Regions from separate parts of the Sus scrofa genome. Here region 2 is linked to region 1. The links are chromatin contacts, called in public promoter capture Hi-C maps. All regions are on one chromosome and are shown on one strand. The core of a region is the stretch at or near the end of the contact, and the rest is flanking DNA. Distances in the headings are between cores, read along the strand shown.

The links. Promoter capture Hi-C pulls out the DNA fragments that hold promoters and counts their contacts.
Region 2: a promoter capture Hi-C map of liver shows a contact between it and region 1, with 7 times the contacts expected there. The contact joins the enhancer-like site here to the promoter of GFM1 in region 1. A contact is called at or near these places in 2 of 5 promoter capture datasets (fetal liver and liver), 13 of 47 Hi-C or Micro-C datasets (alveolar macrophages, blood, embryonic fibroblasts and 7 more) and 1 of 2 datasets of contacts at active chromatin or transcription factors (alveolar macrophages).

What each region holds. Positions count from the first base shown.
Region 1 is chr13:98,409,349-98,415,315 of Sscrofa11.1, forward strand. It overlaps GFM1 (elongation factor G, mitochondrial), which reads left to right and starts at 1,784. Exons shown (of 18, transcript XM_003358643.4): 1 at 1,784-2,026; 2 at 3,212-3,364; 3 at 4,191-4,323; 4 at 5,018-5,222. The coding sequence starts at 1,934.
Region 2 is chr13:98,573,226-98,578,790 of Sscrofa11.1, forward strand. No RefSeq gene overlaps it. Among named protein-coding and RNA genes, the nearest start is that of MFSD1, 16 kb to the right of the region's middle. Within about 2 kb of position 4,281, at least 8 of the 83 cell types and tissues checked have an H3K27ac peak or open chromatin away from gene starts, as enhancers often do. A contact at or near this core is called in alveolar macrophages, liver and retroperitoneal adipose tissue, where this site is marked.

The DNA.
Region 1 (5,967 bases), core at 534-3,033:
ATTTAATATAATTATAGCTTAAAATTAAAATAAAACCTTAATTTTATTACCATTAACATAATTATGATTTAATTTATATATTTTAAATACTTGCAAAGGCTTATAGAGACTAAATTTTTGAAACCCTAGAAATGAAAAAGTTTACTTAAAAGTGTATTTGACATAAATGGATTTATTCGTCAAAGTAGACCTTTACTACAAATTAATACATGGATAATATACAAAAAGTTCGAAATTCATTATTGACTCTCCGATTTTTCTCTTCTAGTCTCCTGTAATTTACTCTGATTTTTATTTATTTGATTTTATTCATTCTTTAACAAATATTTATTGAGCACCTAGCACAGCAAGGGGTATAGCAGTTTTAAAAAACCAAATCACTGTCCTTATGGCACTCACATTCTTCTTGGAAGAGCCAGGCAATAGCTGCCTTGGAATTTTCTTGTTGCACAGCAAGTTACGGATGCGGTGTTGCCACTGCAGCGCGCCTCAGCGGTTGTTATAGTGCAGTTTGGCTATGGGGCCGGGAACTTCCACATGCGGGGAAGGGGAGGTGGCGATAGACAACTGTGTTAACACGTCTGGATAAATCTAAGAAGCCCTCTGAAGGAAAATGAAATAGTATGCAAACATAGGGAAGAGCTTGCTGTTTTAAAAGGAGCAAACACCTCAGTGATAGATGATATTTGAACACCAAGAAGAAAATATGGGAAAGAGTCATGCCCTTATCTACAGGAGAGCAAAGGCTCTTGGTCATGTGAGGATCAGCAAGAAGGCCAATGAGTCTGGAGGAGAACAGCAGGTGAAATAGGGCTGCAATGGCATAGCTGCTCAAACAAGGTCTTGTTTATTCTTAACCTTATTTTTAAATTTTTAAAATTTAGTTATTTAAAATTTAAAAGGAATTTTTAAAAACTTAGTTATGAAAAACTTCAAACCTATACAAAAGTAGAGATAACAGCAAATCACTGTTATGAGTGATTTCAGAGGGCAAAGGGTATAGCTTAAAACGATCCCTTCAGTTTTTCTATTGGGAATAGGCTGAGAAGCCGCAGGGCAGCAGCAGTAAGATCAGTCAGGCTGTTAGAGTAAATTCCGTGAGAAAACAGCAATGCTTTGAGAGGTGGGGAGAAGCTGCGGGTTCTGAATCTATCTTTGAATGTAGTGCCCGTAGCATGTGGAAACAAAACCAGAAAAGTTGAAGAGTGGTGTCAAAAGGTGACGTTTTTGGTCTGGGCAACCAGAAGAACGGAATTCCTGTTTATCAGATGAAGATCTTGGGAGGATTCAGTGGAAGGTCATTAGCTCGTTTTTGGACATAATAATTTCGAGATGCCTCTAAGAGATCCAAGTGGAATCGTCAAGGATGCTGTCTTCTATAGAGACAGGACATATAATGTATAGGTACTGGACATATATATAGGTACTTAACATTAACCAAAGATGGAACATTTTGAAAAGAGAAAAACATTTGTGGATAGTTCATTATTTTTTTTTACCTTCTTTGCAAGTCATGTCCTATAGAGTATTTGTTCACATTTGTTGAAGTAGCATATGTAACAATTTTTCTTTTTTAAAAAAAACCTTAAGAACTATTTTAAACCTTTCTTCCCGTTGCTGTAGAGGCAAAAGAACCACGTTTAAAGGCCGCCGCTTTCCGGGAACATGCGAAAAGCGTGCTTAGCTCCGCAAAGTGGCTGCACTTTCTCTTCCAAGTCGGCAGAGGGCGTGCGGGCAGCGGAGGGTGCTGCTCAGTTCTGAGATCCGGAAGCCTCTCTCTCTTTCTTTTTTTTCTCCCCTCCTTTGCCTGCTTCTCCCCGGAAGTGCTCTTCCAGCACTGACTGCCGGCGTGACTTTGAACGCTTCTGGCAGTGGTGCAGGTTGCTGGGTACACCGGGCGCTGTGGGACTTTCGCGTCTATTCTACGCTCGCCATGAGGCTGCTGGGAGCCGCCGCCGCCGCCGCGGCCGTGGGGCGCGGGCCGCTCCCGCGGATCCCCGCTGCCCTCGGCTGGCCGGGGAAGCAGGTGCGACAGGGAACCAGGGACTGTCCCCAGGACTTTGCAGTGCCTCCGGGGCTGGAGAGGAAATGACACCCCTTCCCTCCCTGGCATCTCCGAATGCTAGCTGTTGACCTCAGTGCTGAAAAGCCCCTCGGTATCTGCACAGCCTTTGGTTATTTCTGAGCAACGTCTTGGTATCCTGGGAGGTTGGGCGGGCCTCCAATTCATGGTTACGCCTCTTATTATTGGTATACTTAGAAGAGGTGACTGAAGTGAAGGTCAAGACAACTGAAAAATTAGTGTGTCCTGGGCTTGAACTCAGGGCTTTTGACTCATTATCCAGTGCTTTTTTCACTACAGTGTCGGCGGGGCTCCCTGCTCCCTCTTTCAACCGACCTTCCCAGGACTTTTCTTTAATTATATGTCTGCCTTTTGTGGGGGTGTGGAGATGGGGCGCAAAGTGGAATAGTGTTAGGTAGGAGTTGAGCCTTTCCTGTCATGCAAACCACCTTCGCTTTGCTTGCTGGTATTCCTGGGATTTAATCAATGAAGCTAGTTTCCATTTAATATTTTACCCACCTTTTCAAGTTCTTCTGCTTCCCTTCTCCCAGAAGTGGCTGCAGTGCATTTTGGATGTTCACTCCTGTAGGGAGAGGTTTATATTGTGTCTTGATTTCATAAAAGGCTGGACCCTCACCACCATGGTAAATTAAAGTTATTGTTTTATGTCATTAATTTTTAGGCGATAGAAGGAATCGGAAACTTTTTGTGGGCCGCTTGAACCTATTGGCACCGCTGCATAGAGCGTATAAGTCCAAACATCTTTGCTAGCTCTGAAACTATTTTAAGGAGGAAGGGGGAAAAAATCAAAGTAAAATTTAAAGTGAAAACTGTATTTCCTATTAAAGCAGTTGTTGGGAACCATCTTTCTGATTTTATCAGCGCCGGTATATACTTTCAAATCTGTGCCATTTGGTAAAATTATCGGTCCCTTTTTATTTTATTTTATATGTCTTTTCTGCCATCTCTTGCAGTCTCTTTGATTATAGGAATTGCAGGTTGAGACATTCCCTCTTTTGCCTTTTCAGGCTATCTCATATGAAGTTTTGTGTCCATTGAATTTTCTTGGAGGAAGGATGTCCACTGAACCCTAATTGTCCACTGTTAGATCATAAAAAGTGCATTGAATTGAGTTCTCATTTTTTTCAGGCTAATTGGAAGATCTGCCGATGGTGTTCATCAGGGGTGATTCCTAATGAAAAGATACGAAATATTGGAATCTCAGCTCACATTGATTCTGGGAAAACTACATTAACAGAACGAGTGCTTTACTACACTGGTAGAATTGCAAAAATGCATGAGGTATGTGGTTCATGGTAGATTCCAGATTAGTTTTAAGAATGTTAAGTTGATATGTACTACCCTAAAGTAGCTATTAACATGATGTTTATATGCTTTTTTAAAATTTTTACGGCTGCACCTGCAGCATACGGAAGTGCCCAGGGCCAGATGTCAAATCAGAGCTGCAGCTGGAGCCTACACCACAGCCATGGCAATCATTTTAAACCTTTTTTCCCATTTAACAATATAAACGTCTCTGTAACATTTAAAAGCATGTAGAGTTCCCATTGTGGCTCAGTGGGTTAAGGACCTGATGTCTCCATGAGGATGCAGGTTTGAACCCTGGCCTCACTCAGTGGGTTAAGGATCTGGCATTGCCACAGGCTGCAGTGTAGGTCACAAATATGGCCCAAATCCAGCGTTGCCATGGCTGTGTGTAGGCCTCAGCTTGGGAACTTCGTAGGCTGTAAGTATGGCCATAAGAGCGGGCGGAGAAAATCCTTCTCACCCAGGCCTCAAAATCCACAAGTAGTACAGCAGAGAAAAATCTGTTCTCTGAACATCTGCTCACAGACTAATACAGGCTTGTGGGCAGGAACAGTGTAGCAGGAGGAAGGGTGGCTCCAGGTGATTGCTCCGTGGTAGCAGCTGCTGAAAACAACAATGAAAAAAGGCTTAGGGCAAAACCTGTAATCAGTTTTGTTTCATGAGATGATATAGTTTGACAATTAGGTTTCGCTGAAAACTGCATCAATTAACCATTTGTGTTCTGGTTCCATCTGTAAAGATTTCTTTCCTTCTTGGAATGCAGAGACAGAGAAGTCTGAATTGCTGTGCTTGTGTTTAGGTGAAAGGTAAAGATGGAGTTGGTGCTGTCATGGATTCCATGGAACTAGAGAGACAAAGAGGAATCACTATTCAGTCAGCGGCCACCTATACCTTGTGGAAAGATGTTAATATCAACATTATAGATACTCCTGGTGAGTTGAGTTCTTGGTTTCATTGTGGCTTGTTTTGGCAATGGCACATTTAGTTCTTTACTATGATTGAGCTTATTTTGAGTATTAAATAATACTCAAAAGTGTGACTATGAATTTATTATTAGAGAAATCTGACTTGGGATCTAGAGTACTTTATCCTTAAGGGGTTTCTTTGAAAAATAGTGCAAATTGTGACTAGGAAGGGTCTTACCTTTTACATGTTGCAGCTGATTCCAAGGATGCCCATGCTCTAGTATCTTTTTGAAATGATTTTGTGGGTCTCCTGGACTTTATGGTAAATAAATAATATTGGTGGTTTAAGGAATCCATATTTTAATTAGAAGACTTATGTAATGATCAGAGATAGAAAAACATTTACTTGTGCATGTTGTAAAACTTCACACTGTTTTGTTTTGTCTTTTTAGGGCCACACCCTCGGCATATGGAGATTCCTAGGCTAGGGGTCAAATCAGAGCTGTAGCTACTGGCCTACGCCACAGCCACAGCAATGCCAGATGTGAGCCATGTCTGCAACCTAAACCACAGCTCATGGCAACACCGGATCCTGAACCCACTGAGTGAGGCCAGGGATCAAACCTGCGTCCTCATGGTTACCAGTCCATTTCTGCTAAGCCATGATGGGAACTCCCACACTGTTTTTAAAGACCCTCTCACACCTCTCTGTCTCATTTAGGGCACGTGGACTTCACCATAGAAGTTGAAAGAGCCCTGAGAGTGCTGGATGGTGCGATCCTTGTTCTCTGTGCAGTCGGAGGGGTGCAGTGCCAGACCATGACTGTTAATCGTCAGATGCAGCGCTACAGTGTTCCATTTCTAACTTTCATTAACAAACTGGACCGAATGGGCTCCAACCCAACCAGGGCCCTGCAGCAAATGAGGTAATGAACCTTACAGCAGGGCATTGATCTGAATAACAACCATATCCAGAAGGACAGTTAATTCAGTGTCATTAGGATTTATCCTTTTCTTTTTTAAAATCCATCTATGTGATGGAATTCCTGTCGTGGCGTAGTGGAAACAAATCCGACTAGGAACCATGAGGTTTCAGGTTCAATCCCTGGCCTTGCTCAGGGGTTAAGGATCCAGCGTTGCCCTGAGCTGTGGTGTAGGTTGCAGACATGGCTTGGATCTGGCATAGCTGTGGCTCTGGCATAGGCTGGCAGCAACAGCTCCGATTAGACCCCAGCCTGGGAACCTCCATACGCCTCGAGTGTGGCCCTAAAAGGACAAATAAGTAAATAAATAAAGATATCATGTTTTTTAAAAAAAATGGAGTTCCCTTCATGGCTCAGCAGTTAACGAATCCGACTAGGAACCATGAGGTTGCGGGTTCAATCCCTGGCCTTGCTCAGTGGGTTAAGGGTCCTCCGTTGCCGTGAGCTGTGGTGTAGGTTGTAGACGAGGCTTGGATCCCGAGTTGCTGTGGCTCTGGCGTAGGCCAGCGGCTAAAGCTCTGATTCGACCCCTAGCCTGGGAACCTCCATGTGCCATGGGACCAGACCTAAAAAAGGCAAAAAGACCAAAAAAAAAAAAAAAAAAAAAAAAAAAAATCCATCCATGTGAAAGACTTATCTTAGTACATGCAACACTGAGATCTATAGCTTGGTTATTGGTCAGTTCCAC
Region 2 (5,565 bases), core at 3,031-5,530, 170 kb after region 1:
TTTTTTTTTATTTTCCCACTGTACAGCAAGGGGGTCAGGTTATCCTTACATGTATACATTACAATTACAGTTTTTCCCCCACCATTTCTTCTGTTGCAACATGAGTATCTAGACATAGTTCTCAATGCTATTCAGCGGGATCTCCTTGTAAATCTATTCTAGGTTGTGACTGATAAGCCCAAGCTCCCGATCCCTCCCACTCCCTCCCCCTCCCATCAGGAAACCACAAGTCTCTTCTCCAAGTCCATGATTTTCTTTTCTGAGGAGATGTTCATTTGTGCTGGATATTAGATTCCAGTTATAAGTGATATCATATGGTATTTGTCTTTGTCTTTCTGGCTCATTTCACTCAGTATGAGATTCTCTAGTTCCATCCATGTTGCTGCAAATGGCATGATGTCATCCTTTTTTATGGCTGAGTAGTATTCCATCGTGTATATATACCACCTCTTCCGAATCCAATCCTCTGTCGATGGACATTTGGATTGTTTCCATGTCCTGGCTATTGTGAATAGTGCTGCAATGAACATGCGGGTGCATGTGTCTCTTTTAAGTAGAGCTTTGTCCGGATAGATGCCCATGGTTGAACTGTATTGTATGTGAGCTGTACCTCAATAAAGCTATTTAAAAAGACTTCATTAAGGAATTCGCATTGTGGCTCAGTGGTTTAAGAACCTGATGTAGTCTCAGAGGATGTAGGTTTGATCCCTGACCTTGCTCAGTGGGTAATGATCTGGTGTTCTGCAAGCTGCAGCATAGGTCCCAGATGCAGCTCTGATCTGGTGCTGCTGTGGCTGTGGTGTAGGCTGGCAGCTGCAGCTCTGATTTTAGCCTGGGAACTTTCATATGCTGCAGGTGTGGCCATTAAAAAAGAAAGAGGACTTCATTAAGAAAATAAATATGCGGAGTTCCTATCATGGCACAGCGGAAATGAACCTGACTGTTATCCATGAGGATGCAGGTTCGATCTCTGGCCCGATATCACAGCATTGCCATAAACTATGGTACAGGTCACAGACATGGCTTGGATCTGGCAGTTGCTGTGACTGTGGTGTAGGCCAGGGGCTATAGCTCCAGTTGGACCCCTAGCCTGGGAACCTCCATATGCTGCTGGTACGGCCCTAAAAAGACAAAAAAGAAAAAAGAAAAAAAATGTAAGCCACACACTGGAAAACATTATTTGCAAAATATAATCTTATTAAAGGACTTATATTCCAAATACATAAAAAACTTTTACAATTAAATATTGAGAATACAAACAACTCTTTTTTTCCTTTTTTTTTTTTCTGCTGCACTTGCAGCATATGGAAGTTCTCAGACCTGGGATCAAATACAAGTCACAGCTTCAACCTATGCTACAGCTGTGGCAACACTGGATCCTTAACCTGCTATGCCACAGTGGGACTCCAACAATTCAATTTTTTTTAAGATCGGGAAAAGATGTGAATAGACAATTCACTGAAGAAGGGAGGTGAATGTTAAACACATGAAAAGCTGTGTTTCAATCAACATCATTAGTCATAAGCAAAATAGAAAGAAAAACTACCAAAAGATAGTACTACACATCCATTAGAATGGCTAAAACTACAGAACAAAACTTGAAAGTATACAGTGTCCATGAGCACATGGTGTTCCTGGATCTCTCATACATTTCCGTCAGAAATGTAAAAGGGCGCAGCCAGTTTGCATAGTGTGGCAGTTTCTTAAAAACTTAAGTATGTGCTTATTATTCAGTTGAGTAATCCTACTCATTGGTATTCACAAGAGAAATAAAAACATGTTTTTACAAAGAATTATGCATGATTGTCCTTAGCAATTTTATTCATAAGAGTCCAAACTGAAAGGAACTCAAGGTTCATCAACAGGTAACTGTATAGTAATTCTCTATCCCTCCAACGGAATATTGCCTGGCAATAAAAAGGAATAAAGTACTGGTGTGCCCAACGATATGGATGAATCTCAAATGGCTTATGCCAAGTGAAAGAAGAAAAACAACGCCAACTGTATTCTCTATGATTCTATTTACATAAAGATCTAGAGAAGGCAAACTATAATGAAAGGAACCAGAGTAGTAGAGAGGAGTAGGTGTAAAGGATTAATTGTAATGGGCCGTGAAGGAACTTTTCAGGGTGACATCTATTTTGTTTTGATTTGAGCGGTGGTTACATAATGGTATACATTCAACATGAGTCACTTGTACTATGACAAAGTATGCATTTTAAATTGACAGGAATGTAAATTATACCTCAATAAAAGTGATTAAAAATTTTAGATCAAATCAAAGAGCTGTGGGGTTTATGGAGGCAGGGAATTACTACAGACTGAATATCTACTTTCCCCTAAAATTCAATGTTAAAACTCAATCCCCAATGTGATGGTATTAGAAGGTGGCACCTTTGGGAGGTGGGATTTGTGCTCTTAAAAAAGAGAAGCCAGAGAGCTCCCCCACCCCCTTTTGCCGCATAAGGGCAGAGTGAAAAGAAACAGGAAGCAGACTCTCACCAAATAATGCCTTGCCAGCATCCTGATCCTGGACTTGCCAGCCTCCGGAACTGTGAGAAACATATTTCTGTCATTGGTAAGCTACTCAGTTTATGGCACTTTGTTTTGGCAGTGTGAATGGACCAAAACAAGAATTAATAAGGAGTGACTGGTGATAATCTACTGAAACCCACTGATGTGAGCCAGTCTTTAAGTAAGGCACACAAGGATTAGAATGTTTTTACAAAGAATTAAGATCTCTACTTCTCAGAACAAGGATCCAGTCATTGTACCATACATTCAGTTCTTTTTGGTTTATATAATATTTTTCTTTTCTTTTTTAGGGCCACACCTATGGCATATGGAAATTCCCAGGCTAGGGGTAGAACTGGAGCTGCAGCTGCAGGCCTACACCACAGCCACAGCAACAGCAAATCCGAGCTGCATCTGTGAACTACACTGCACCTTGCAGTAATGCCAGATCCCTAACCCACTGAGTGAGGCCAGGGATCAAAACAGCATCCTCAAGGATACTAGTTGAGTTCTTAACCCAAAGAGCCACAACAGGAACTCCCTAATATTATTTTATATGAATCCAAAGCACTGTGAAAAAGAGTGAAACATTAAGGGGTTTCCCATCGTGGCTCAGTGGAAACGAATCTGACCAGCATCCGTGAGAACACAGGTTTGATCCCTGGCCTTGCTCAGTGGGTTAAAGGATCTGGCGCTGCTGTGAGCCCCAGACATGGCTCGGATCCTGGGCTGCTATGACTGTGATGTAGGCCAACAGTTACAGCTCTGATTTGACCTCTAGCCTGGGAACCTCATATGTCACAGGTGGGCCCCTAAAAATAAATAAATAAATAAAAACATGCTGAGTTTATGATACAGTTCCTGACAGAACCCCCAGAGGTAGACATGCTCCAGGCTTAGGTTGGGTTAAGGGTACCGTGACACAGGGATCTGAGGGGTGGAGAAAAGCATTAACAGGCAGCCCTGGGTCTGCTACCCTGAGGCCGTTGGCTGGCATCTGAGAACTTGGATTTGGGGAGGGACCCAAAACTCTTACAAGAATGGCTCACTGTACCTAAGCTGTATGCAAATAATGCTTTTTGCGCTAAATATCTGCTTTCCTTTTATGAGCCTGGGATTTGGGCACATATCCTATGCCAGGCAGAAGGTGTCTCTGTGACTACCTCTCATGAAAGACATTGGGTGTGGATTCGTCTCCCTGGCAGACAACATTTCACATATGCTGTCACCACTTGCGGCTTTGGGGAATTAAGCACATCTCATGTGATTTACTGGGAACTCTTGGAAGCTTGTTCCTGGTCCTTTGGACTTTACCCCGTGCACTCTGCTGAGTTTGCTTTGTGACCTCTAGCTGTAATCAGTCATAACCACGAGTATAACTAAATGCTGAGTTGTGAGTCCTCCTACATAGTCACTGAAACTGGGGGTGATCTTGGAGACCCCAATAAAGGAGGTGATCCCAGGAGACACTGAGAAGGAAAAGGACGAGGGCCTTAAAGGAATATATTATGAAATAAGTCACCAGAGTGCACAAAATTCTTCTGTGGAATTTAAAATAAGTGTGCAACATGTGTTTCAGGGGGACGTGATATTTATGTTCCAAGGGGGATGTGATATTTATTCACCAACTCTCCAGCTCATATTAACTGTCTGGAACTTCCAGCCTACCCTGTGCACAGGACCCATGGGCTCTGGTGCCCATAGCCAGCCCTGAAGCAAAGAGCTACAGCTGGAAGTTGGGCTCATGCGTGTAGAAATGCTATGTGCCTGCAGGAGGATGTGGTGAGGCATTTCTGCCACAGGCCCTAAAAGGCATGAAATGAGACATGAAGTAGGGCTATTGCTCAGTCTTTCCCAAGCTTCCCACTGCCTTCCCTGTGGACACAGGGAGAATGAATTATTTGTGACCCATTCCCAGCAGGGAGCCCTTGCCTCCCAGGAGAGGTCATCAGAAGCTGAAGCCTAGCCCAGGGCACCAGGAGCACCAGGGAGAGGTTGTCTTATCTATTCAACATAGAGAAACAGTCCTTTTTCCCCTCTCTGCCCACAAGTCACAGGCACAGGAAGCCCTGCCTGGATTTACTGTTTCTTGCTTTTCCTCTTTACTAGCTCAGTCTAATGAGTAGGTCAATGGAAGCCTTCTTCTTCCACAGAAGGGGCATCGAGATGATCTGCCATCAGGCTACACACTGAGGGATACTCTCTTTGTCTGGGTATTGTGTGGGTCCAGTGGGGCTGACTCACTCTGCCTACTCTCGATATAGTTCCTATTTTCTCCAGAACTCTTTGGCTTGCTTACAGTTTCCTCATTCTGCCATTTCCTATTTGCATACTAGGAAAAAAAGTACCTACCTTTACAGAGTGAGTTGCTATGAGGATTATGTCTAATAGTACAAGGAAAGTGCTTAAAACTGCCTGGCAAATGGTAGGCACACAACAGTGTAAACTTTTTCTTTTCTTTTTCTTTTTTTTTTTTTTTTTTTTTGCTTTTTAGAGCTGCACCCACGGCATATGGAGGTTTCCAGGCTAGGGGACCAGTGGATCTACAGCTACTGGCCTACACCACAGCCACAGCAACTCGGGATCGAAGCCATGTCTGCGACCTACACCACAGCTCTTGGCAACAGCAGATCCTTAACCCACACTGAGTGAGGCCAGAGATCAAACCCGCAACCTCATGGTCACTAGTTGGATTCGTTTCCGCTGCACCACAATGGGAACTATTGTTACATATATACAATTAGTTGGCAGATAGGTATTTATTAGAAGAAAAAGAATGCCCAGATTGCTTCAACCTGCTCATTACAATGCATTAGCAGACTAAAATGGCAATAGATTTTTCAGGAACTCTTAGTCAATTTTCTCTTTCTTTCTTCCTTTTTTTTTTCTTTTTCTTTTTTTGCTGTACCCATGACATATGGAATTTCCTGGGCCAGGGATTGAATATGAACCTTAGCTGCTACCTACACCACAACTGTGGCAATGCCAGATCCTAACCCATTGTGCCATGGTGAGAACTCCTTAGCAATTTTCAATTTCAGATTTTGCAAA